2 separate regions of the Danio rerio genome follow, and region 2 is linked to region 1. Evidence: chromatin contacts called from public HiCAR-type data. All regions are on one chromosome and are shown on one strand. The core of a region is the stretch at or near the end of the contact, and the rest is flanking DNA. Distances in the headings are between cores, read along the strand shown.

Region 1 (5,498 bases), core at 1,389-3,888:
TAAAGAATTTTCAGTAAACATAAAGGGATACAACAATTAAGCATGGGCCAGTATAAGTTTCTGACGGTATGATAACCTTGGAAAAAAATACCATGACGGTATTGTGATTACTGCTCTAAAATAAAAATTAAAAAGTTATTTTTTAAATGTCTGGGTGAAAAAAAATTTGTCCCCATTGAACACAAAATATTTTTTTTTAAGAAAAATTTATAATATTTTGGTATAGTAAATATGTCAGGCTATTATTATTATTATTATTATTATTATTATTATTATTATTAAAGCATTGATTTCTGCTCTCCTTTTTAGTTTCAAAAAGATTTCTTTACAAAAAATAAAAATACATTAAAAAAACTTACATATACCTTGGGAACGGTGTAACAGAACATTTTAGTGGCATTAAAACCTTGACTTTTTTCCAAACTGCGGTAAACCTTGTAAACAGTTATTGTCCAATGCCTAACAACAATATTCACTCTTCTGAATATTCTTCATTGACATTGATAGTTCCATTTTTAACTTTTAGCTTTAAATAGTTCTTTAGTTTATTAAAATATTTATTGAAAAACAAGGTTCACTACGCAAAACAAATGATTCTTCCATGGCATCACTTTAAATGACACAATATTGACACCTTTATTTTTTTAATTTCTGGCTAACAAACATAAGCCGATAATAACTTTTATTACAGTCGATAATTATTTCTATTGAGTAACTGATAATTGGCTGACTAAAGTTTTATATATTTTTTTCTAAAAAGGAGTCAAACACTAAAATATTTTAAAGTGTAAAACTAAAAGCATTTGTTGTAAATGGAAGTAATCACAAAAAAACTAGACAATAATGTTTAGATTTGCTAAAGATTACATTGCAACAGTTCAATAATCTATGAGCAGACAATCCAAATATGTTAGCATTATACTATATATTTATTTTTAAGCATGACAAAGTGAAAAACACTCTCACACTCACAAGTTTGTTGTCGCTTGTAATTTTTTTTCCTCTGCTGTGTCTTTTTTATTTCTTCTGGTGGGAAGCTTGATAGAGATGGTGGAGGTGAATCTGGTAGATTCCCTCTGTTCTTTGGATGTATTCTTGGATCCAAACAGTAATATCTGCTTGATTTGCAAATCTGATCAGCGAAAGAAAAAAAAAACAAACAGAAGTGTTAAAAAGAACACAACTCAACATGGCAGAAAATGCTTGTCAATAAAATGATCAAATATTTATGAATTTATAATGATCTGTTTATGTGCAAGATTACAATCACACCTCTGCTGCTTTTCTGCTGCCCTTTTAACTGCAACGGTGGTGGAGATGAAGTAGTTCTTGTCTCTAAATCCTCCTTGTTGTGGTTATGTTGAGAAGCTGCAGCAGGATTTAATTTCTCTTGCTTACTGACATTCTGAAAACTAACAAAGCCTTGGCATTACAATACAATACACCGACAGCAGTCTCTTTCTCTTTGCAGACGCATGAAATCCACATGTCTGCAACTATTTAGTTAAACCGTGAAGTTCAAGGTTCACTCCCTTCAGAAAAATTCTTTACAATAACACCCAGCACATGCCTCCAACAGGGACATTTCATGTTTGTGCTCACGCCTCCACAAGAAAATGATCAACAGATCAGCCTAGTGGACAGCTTTGGCCAAATTACCACTTAGTGAAATGATTTTTTTTTTTTTAAGGAATGACCTAATGAGACCAAATGGGTGTAACAAATTGCATAAGAGCTTAAGTATTACCATAAACATGGTGAGACATGTTAAGCAGACATTCAGCAGAAGAGTAATGACAACTCATTATGTCATAGAGGTGTAATTAAAATCATCTCATTAAACTGAGATGTAGTCAAGCAAACATGTTGGTAAATATATATATATATATATATATATATATATATATATATATATATATATATATATATATATATATATATATATATATATATATATATATATATATATATTTACATTTTTGATTGTTTAAAAGAGCACTTCTCTGTGCAGGCAACATGTATTATATAACTGGGGTATATAACTGGGGTGGTGCTATACAAAAAAAAAATCAATGCTTGAATTATTGTTCAATTCACTGACATTGTTATTATTCTTTGATTTTAGGAAATTCAATTGCTGTGACTGATGCACCTAACTGTCAGCAAATTAATATTTACGAAAACTAGAACTACGTAAGAACTTCAACCTGTCCTCTTAAAGCTACAGGCTTTCTTGGGTTAAAGTTCAGTTTAAGAGAAATGAAAGTAAGAAAAGTAGAGTTTGAGAAATAGAAAGTATCCTCACAGCGTAAGCGAGTACTTATAAACTTTGTAGCCTACCGTGTTTTGTCAGTGTGTGTGTAAAATCTCTCCTGATCTGAGACAACGCGAGTCACGCTGGCTTTCACTCCGCTTTGACAACTTGACTGCTGCACCTTCGCATCATGTTTTGACATTATAGGCTGACTGTAGCTGGCGCATCTAGTTCGGTTACCTCCCTTTATACCCTCCGGGCATCAGCTGTACACTTAAGTACCCTCACAGAGCCACGACTGTAAATTCCAGCGGAGAAACGGTGTGGGACAGCCGTCATTCTCAACAGAGTCTGGCAGCCGCAGCCCGTCATGTGTTTCTTTCCCACCGAGGCGTGTGTGTGTGTGTGTTATGCAGAGCAGAGCTGCGGAAGTGCGGGAACGCGCTTGTGTTTTGGTAACAAACTCTGTACTTTAAAATGGCGAGTGTATTACAGGACATATAGAAATTCTATGCCAAGACAACGTTTGCGTTTTATTTATTATTTTTGTATGTCATGCGAACTTGTGATATTTGGACTTCTTCCAAAAGAGAAAGTGTTTCAGTCATATATAAAATATAAGTATTACCTATGATGATAGCAACAGAGAATAAACAAGCCGTGTTTTATTTATATAAATAAAATATATTTGTGCGGGTGATAGTAAACAAAAGCAGGCCTACGTATTATCAATGCGAATCGGTTCTTCATAAAAGTTCACTCTAAAGAACCGATTCAGTGATTCATTTGCGTCACACAGAAGCACCTTCTGGTTTACTCTCATTAAAGGCTACAATAAATCCACATATGACTTTTTATTACTATTTTAAATTAATAAAATTGGTTGTTTTTGGGTTTATGCAATTTGTTACACAGTTATGATTTTGGAAAGTCAGCTTGTGTTCAGATAAAGAAAAAAGTGACCTACATCTTAGATGGCCTGAGGGTGAGTCAGCAATTAAATAACACAAACCATCCCTTGCTAAAACAAATCCTGCTTTGATTTTAGTCTGATTCATAAAGTCGTAGTCATATAACCAATCTTGGAAATGATTCCACTAAAAACATTAGTTTCTGAATCACACCCATAACCATAATGAATAGTTTTGAACAGTAAAGTTTTGTAGGTTATTCATGGTTTTGCCGTTTTATTTTCCATTTGCATTGGCACAATCTTACTACAAAATATCATGATTTATGGTTAGTGTGGCAAAAGCATGGTTAATGGTTTTCACTGACTACCCCACATAGCAAAATTTCTCTGGCCCAGCTCTGGCCCACACAATCAGGTTTTGCTTGGCCCACATGCCGCAGTGAATTACGGTACATGACTGGACCAAATCTGGCTTCCAGACAAGGGCCAAACACAGACCATATCTGGGCCAAGTCTCAGCCAAGTTAATAACTCATAACTGGGCCTGAACTGGGCCAGAGAGGTTGGTGTGTCACGATTGCAATGAAATTGATAAACCCATGGAGTGATGCGCTTTAGGCACACTATGGGCATGCTTTTTCTCAAAGTGACCTGATTGGTAGAATTTTTTTTCTTTATTTAAAAATGATTTTAGTGTATTTTAAATGTGGGTCAAGACTGGCCAAACTGACATGGCCCACTTATCAAATTTTTAAATCTGGGCCAAATACTACATTTTTCATCTGGCCCAAATCTTGTGTGCCGCCTTAAAAATGGTGCCACCTCTGCCAAACCCGGGCCATGTTTGGCCCACATGCTGTATGCCAGTGCCGGATGAATGCCTGCTGTGCCAGCTTTATGCCAAATCTGGGCCAGAATTCTTTGCTACTAGGGACGTTTACATGGACATCAATAATCTGATTTCAGTATGATTAATACAATACTCTGATTAAAAGTTGACCATGTAAACAGCGATTTTTGATTAATTTTATCCAATTAAGGTCATAATCGAACTAAACAGAAATCGGATTGAGACGTGGAGTATGGTGATTTTAGTCGCATTATTGAAATGCAGTACCTTCATGTAAACATCTTAATCAATCTATTACCGTTGTGTAGGATTTTCGCTGCACTTTGTGACAGGATACTCTATACACACACGGCTGTTTGACACTATTCTCTTCACCTACAAAGTCACTAAAGGACTACAGACTTTGGATCATGAAATGCTGATTTTTTATTTATTTTTTCCCGTAAGGCATGTGGTATCAAATTCCATTAAAACTACATTTTCCAGCAGTTCATACTCGCATCTAATATCTCGTTTGTCACGGCGGGCATGCATGAAATATTCCTGAATGAAAGTAAAAAATGCCAAACTGCAGTTAAAGTTGACAAATTAAAATGAACACCTGATATGATAAGAAATTTGGAAACATGGATAGCGCGATGACTTTGATTTATGTGTTATAACATTTAAAACAGGATCACGAAAGGAACATTAAAAAAGCAACTCATGTAAACAGTTTAATCATATTATTGTCTTATTCATATTAAGGCAAATCATTTGATTACTGATGTCCATGTAAACGTAGTCACTGTTTAAGCAAAAAGTTTCAAATGGTAGCTACAATCAACATTATAACAAATGTGTCTGTGAGATTCCAGCAAACCTTAAAAGTTTTAAATAGGGGATATCAAAAATACTCCTCTCAGCCTTAATAAGACTGAATAAAATGGAAAGGAAAATCAATCGTAATTACGATTTTTTTGTCAGTAATCAAGACTGATTGTTGGATAGGCTTTCTGCCTATTCGGCAAAGATTAATAGGCCAAGTTCTGGATTCCTAATTATTTTATGTAGAAATACTAGGCCATCAATTAGACTCATTAGCTCCATTGGCCAAAGGCAAGACGCCCGACTGCAGTGTTGCATTGCTTAGGGGTATGCTATGCAGATACACATATTGACATGGGTAAAAATAATTGCAGTGGGCTAAATGTGATGTCTATTTCCAGAAAAAGCCACCGTGAGTATAAATCTTATCATGGAGTGATGCTTATCTTCATCCATTATACAAATGCAATTTAATTCTGTAATAAAATCCAAACAGTTTTAATTAACTCTGCTGATTAAAACAGAAACCAATATAGTGCATAAGGGCATAACTTGTATGATAAATTCATCTTTCTCCTAATGTCCCTCAGCTTTTTGGCCCGAGCTCATGATGCTTCTTGTACAGTCGGTTAGTTGGAGGGGGTTACATATTTCATGCATGGCTTGTCATCTGC
Region 2 (5,498 bases), core at 1,009-3,508, 40 kb after region 1:
TCTTGTATTAGGTTTAATGAATAGCATTTTGACTGACAGATTTTGTTGCATGTTAAGACACAAAGTATATTAAATTAATAATAAAAGTAATAATAAACTGGGGTGGGGACTTGCTCTCACAATTCTACCTTTACTCTTTGCAATTCTTCTTTTTCTCTATATTCAGTCTGATCTCACGAGGAAACGGAACTATTTTATGTTTTGTCTGATACAATTATGCTTAATATTTTTTCAGAGTATATACAGGAATCAGAGAGTGAAATTCAGTACCTTTTAAGACCTTCAAGGCTCTTTCCATACATTTTCAAACTTATAACCACTTTAGGTTTCAACCGGAAACACTGGCAAGATTTTAACTTACAGTATATTTACTAAATATTAAAGTAAGAAACTAATCCAAAACTAAAACATTTTTTAGATACTGAATGAAAACCAATTAAATCTAGCTATAATTCAGCAGGTTGGCGCCTAAAGAATTGCAGAAATAAAGGTGTTGCCTTGGTCACTGCAGTAAACAAAGCAGCATGATGTCAAATCTAGCAGGTTTTTATTGATTTCATAAACTACACAGCATCCTGATATTCACAGATTTAATTCAGGCAAACTTTAGGATACAACCACACTTCGCATAATCAAAGATTATATCAAATGTAATACCAAAACAGCATTTAAGACTTTTTAATACCTTTTAAGGCCCTTAAATATCTTTACATTGTTGGCGCCAATAGTCAAGTGGTTAAGTGTGCCGACATATAGCACCATGGTGCTTTGCAGTGACCTGAGTTTGATTCTCAGCTTGAGGCCCTTTGCCAGCCCTTCCCCTCTCTTTTTTCTCAATACTTTCCTGTCTGAAATCTCCACTGTTCTATCTCACATAAAAGTGAAAAAAAAAAATTTATATATATATATATATACATAGAAAATAAATAAATAAAATTTTCTTCATTGATTTATCAACTTTTATATCTTCTTAAAACCCCACGGACACTCTGTTTTTAGATAAACTTTTGAATCAGTCTTTTTATGCGTTTTGTCTCAACTATGGTTTTGAAAACATATTTTCAGTATTTTATTCAAAGGTTTTTGTTTCTGTTTCTTTGTAATTATTTGAGAAGTTTACAAGAAATTTTGGAAAATACTATTCAAGTTTTTCTTCTTTTATATTTGAAGTTCAATTCAACATGCTACCTTAATGAAGTTAAATTATTAACAAAGAATTGGCAGCAGGCCCATGTCTCACTTTGCCTCCTTAACCAATCACGTACTCTCTAAAACTTATTTAAGGCAGACCAGCCCTCTAGCACTGTACTTCTCATTCTCTCAAACCCACCTTCCCTCCCTTTATTTCCTTGCTTCCCATTAAGAATCCTATAACCCTCTCTTATATCAAAACATTACAGAGACACTACCCCCACTCTGAGTCTCTGGGCATCATCGTAGGACACCCAATCAACCTGTTCACTGTTTATCCTCTTACTTCCCTTCCCCTTCATGCCACTTCATCCCTTTCATCCCTACAATAAAGTCTAGCTTAAAGTGTGGTGTGGTCCATGCTGGTGAACATATTTATGACCGTTTTCTGAAATTTGCTACCAATATCTAAAGTTTTCATGCCAAATTTAACATTTAAAACTCGGTTCTGGAGGGCCGGTGTCCTACATATTTTAGTTATAACCCCAATTGAACACACCTGAACCAGCTAATCAAGCTCTTTCTAGGTATACTAGAAACTTCCAGAGAGGTGTGTTGAAGCAAGTTGCAACTATGCAGGACAGCGGCCCTCCAGGACCAAATTTGGGCACCTCTGACATAAACTATTTACAAGAATACCATACCTGAACAGGCCACTTTGCACAAATTCTTCCCACCAGGGGTCCCGTCATCACACCACTTGAAGCTGTTAATCTGGAAGATCCCGTAGTCCTTCCCCGTATCAGCTGAACGCACTCGGTGGGTCTTAAACCTGCTTTCCCAGTAGGCAGTGCACACATCTGTTCAAATTCATATCAGAAACAACATATTTATCATTAGCTAATACAGAAACAAAATGGCTAAATCCTGCATATTTGTAATGAGAATAAAAATAAACCTCACAGTTGCCAATGGAGAATCCCTCAAATCCATCAAGCCCTTCATTCTTGAAGATCTTGTAAACATCACAGCGTCCCAGTGTCTTGCTTTCACACGAGGACATCCACGCCAGACACAAAAGCACCACTGCCAGCCTCATATTGTATCACTGCTGATATCTGCTTTATCAAGACCAGTGGAGGTGTATGGTGGAGCTGCTGAATGCCTTTATTTATAAGTCCAGAGAAAGGTTTGTGTTTCGCAAGAAGCTTTTCACAAGTGTGCAGTTGCTCCAGTGTTTGCTGAGGCAATAACTGACTGGGTTTGTTGTAAACTTCTGAAAACCAAAAACTGCTTTTATCATGAAGAGAAAGTGATTAAAAGAAACAACTCTGGATTTAAGAGGATGAAATATGCAATACTGGTCGAGCTCATGATGGAGAAATTGTTTACTAATAAGAGCAACGTATAAATGGCGTTTAATGCAGAATTCAGAAACGATCGTGTTATTAGTGACACCGGTGGTCATTTAGCGAACTGCACTAGTGTACATAAAGCATGCAAGAGGTTTAATGCGATTTAATGACATGAAATACTCAGTGAACTTATTTTTTGTTAAAAGTAAAAATAGGAAATAAATGTATTATGGCGAGTCGATTTACAATGCAATCCATTATATGCAGTAGTATTTATTTGCATTTTGCTAGCACTAAATTTTGTACATATATAGATACTGGTACTGTTTTAAATACAAGAATCTTTTCATTGGACACTCACACAATTTAATTAGATTCTAGTATTTGTTCAATGGATACTAGTAACTATTCCAAAAGTTACTAGTAAGCAGAGTTGGGTAATTTACTTTAAGAGTGTAGGTCTCTGCTATTACTTTATTGCTTTTTTTAAATTGTAAAATCTCAATATCTGAAATTCTTAACATTTATTATGTTTTTACATTTGTTTCAAACATGGCCTTTATAAAATTATTTAAATCATTTTAATCTGCAAGTTACAAATTTTCTAATTTAACAACCAGTAAGCTTTCTCTCACAGTCTCCTCTTCAGACTAAGAACAAAGATTTTATATTATTTAATACAGAGTTTGACTATTAGGTGAAATTCTTTACCCTCCCTGAATTGTACAAACTTTGTTGCTAATATTGTTTACATCATTAGTTTATCATTACTTTTAATATTTACTTTCTTTATTGATTTTTTACATTGTGTTTTGTTACTTTCTATATTGTATTAATAAATAAATAACCTAAATATTTACAGCAATCTCTTACTTTACTTTTTCACTCAGCAGATATGGAATTCAACTTTGTTACAAATTATACCCAACACTGCAAGTAAGATTAAACATTTTACTATAAAGATTTTGGATTCAAGAGTACTTTGGCCATTCAGACTCGTCACAAAATAGAATAACTAAAAAAGGTTTAGTCACAAGTGGTTTAATAAAAATGTTTTTTTTTAATTTAAAAAACATTAAACACATGGATAAATGTTCACATAACTCTTTTTGGACCGTTTCTTTCTGAAAAAAAAAAAAAAAAAATAAAAATCAAATCATTTTTACACAGGTTGCAATATGCCAAACAAGAACAAGTCTAAAACCTAATGCCAAACTACCTTCATGTAGTTTTAAGTGTTTTCATGGCCTCAAATGACTAAATTTGAGGACTGATGGAATAATTTGGAGACTGACTGTTACAATGTGGAAAACTGTTGTGAAAAAACTGCAGCTTAATGCAACCCAGTGTGCAATAAACTGACAATAACTTCACAGAAAAATGGAGAAGACAAGCGTGTGTCAACAAACAGCTTAAACCACAAACAGACCTTAGAAGGACACAAGGACCTGGAGCATGGCTATCTTTAAGCATATGCTGGTGAATTTTACCTATAAATATTGTACTTCAATCTAAAACACTGATATAAAAAAAAACATTTAATTCCAGTCATAACAGCCCTTTTCAAATAGCACATGATTTAAAAGTATGGTGAAACTTTAAACAAATACCGGCAAACTAATGTGCAAAATAAAAAAGCGATTTTTATTGTAATGGATGTATTGCTGGAATTATTACTATCAAATTAGATTAAAGTTATTATAAACAAAGGAGACTAATTAAATCAGATGTATTATCTTCATTTATCAACAATTCAAACTGTGCCTGGAGAACGTAAGGTATAATGTGAATTACAAAACAATAAATGAAATGATTCAGTCAAGCACAGATTTTGAAGATATCATTGTGAAGTGGCTTACTGTATTTGTGTGACAAATATTTTAGCTTTGATTAATTGTGTAAAAAAGAGCTATACATTTGATTTATATATAGCTATTTTTAAATATAAATAATAGTGTATTGTTTAAGCGAAATGTAAATATTGTATGAGCAAATCAATATAAATTACACAGTACAAAAAATGACAATATTTGAATGGATTTAATAAATAAATTTGCAAGAATATTTCAAAATCTGTTTGTGTTCCACTATTTGCTATAATCAACCCAAGTCAAACTCTTCTAATCAAATGTATGGCGAAAAATGAAATAAATAAACCAGTCCTTTACTGGAGTTACTCTGTAAACTGGTATGTCTGTGCTTATTAAATATTGTTTTGCTTCAATTAATTGTTAAAAAACCTTCAGTAATAAATTCATACATCATACTAATCAACTTAATAATAAATCTAAATATACAATATACATTTAACATTAAAAAAATTTAAAAAATTAAAATAACACATTATAAAAATCTACATAATTATATTAGCAAATAAATATAAAAGGAATACAAATAAATAAATAACAAAATGTAAAGTAGCTGAAAGGAATGTAAACAAAGTCAAAGTAACCCTCACAACTTACAATACTTAAAATTTGTTTGTTATAATTAAAACTTAATTTACTACTTCTAATAATAATATAAAATTAATATCAATAAAAATTAATCACTACAAATCAAAATGTAGATAATTATATTTTAATATATATATATATATATATATATATATATATATATATATATATATATATATATATATAAACAAAACGAAAATCAGCTGAAATGTAAAAATTGAAAGTAATCCTCACAACTTGCTAGAATATTTCAAAATCTGTTTGTTGTAATTTAACCTTCATTAACTAAAAACTGATTGATATTAATATTCAAATTAACTTAAAATACTCATAACTGATTAATAAATACTGTGTTTTACTGTTCCTAAAATATGATGTGAAATGGATACGCTGAAATATTTGTCAATATTAACTGTAGTGTAAGAGCAGGTCTGATCTTATTGGCTGAACAGCGGCCCCTGCTGGAGGAGAGTGGAAGGAGCATCAAACTTCACAGCTTGTCCCTTGTCCAAAACCAGCACCCTGAAGAAAACAACACCACATCATAAATCCCTCA

Evidence for each region. HiCAR-type assays count read pairs that join an accessible place to other places.
Region 2: a HiCAR-type map of caudal fin shows a contact between it and region 1, with 3 times the contacts expected there. The contact joins the promoter of lyz here to the promoter of zmp:0000000991 in region 1. A contact is called at or near these places in 3 of 18 Hi-C or Micro-C datasets (caudal fin, gastrula embryo and an unstated tissue) and 1 of 4 datasets of contacts at active chromatin or transcription factors (caudal fin).

The regions. Positions count from the first base shown.
Region 1 is chr24:27,916,645-27,922,142 of GRCz12tu, forward strand. It overlaps zmp:0000000991, which reads right to left and starts at 2,639. Exons shown (of 5, transcript XM_073940713.1): 1 at 2,341-2,639; 2 at 1,273-1,412; 3 at 973-1,132. It also overlaps a transcript of chodl not described here.
Region 2 is chr24:27,957,408-27,962,905 of GRCz12tu, forward strand. It overlaps lyz (lysozyme), which reads right to left and starts at 2,259. Exons shown (of 4, transcript NM_139180.1): 1 at 2,095-2,259; 2 at 1,836-1,991. The coding sequence starts at 2,230. abcc13 (ATP-binding cassette, sub-family C (CFTR/MRP), member 13) reads right to left here. Exons shown (of 24, transcript XM_073940721.1): 23 at 5,356-5,464; 24 at 3,514-3,610. The coding sequence ends at 5,380.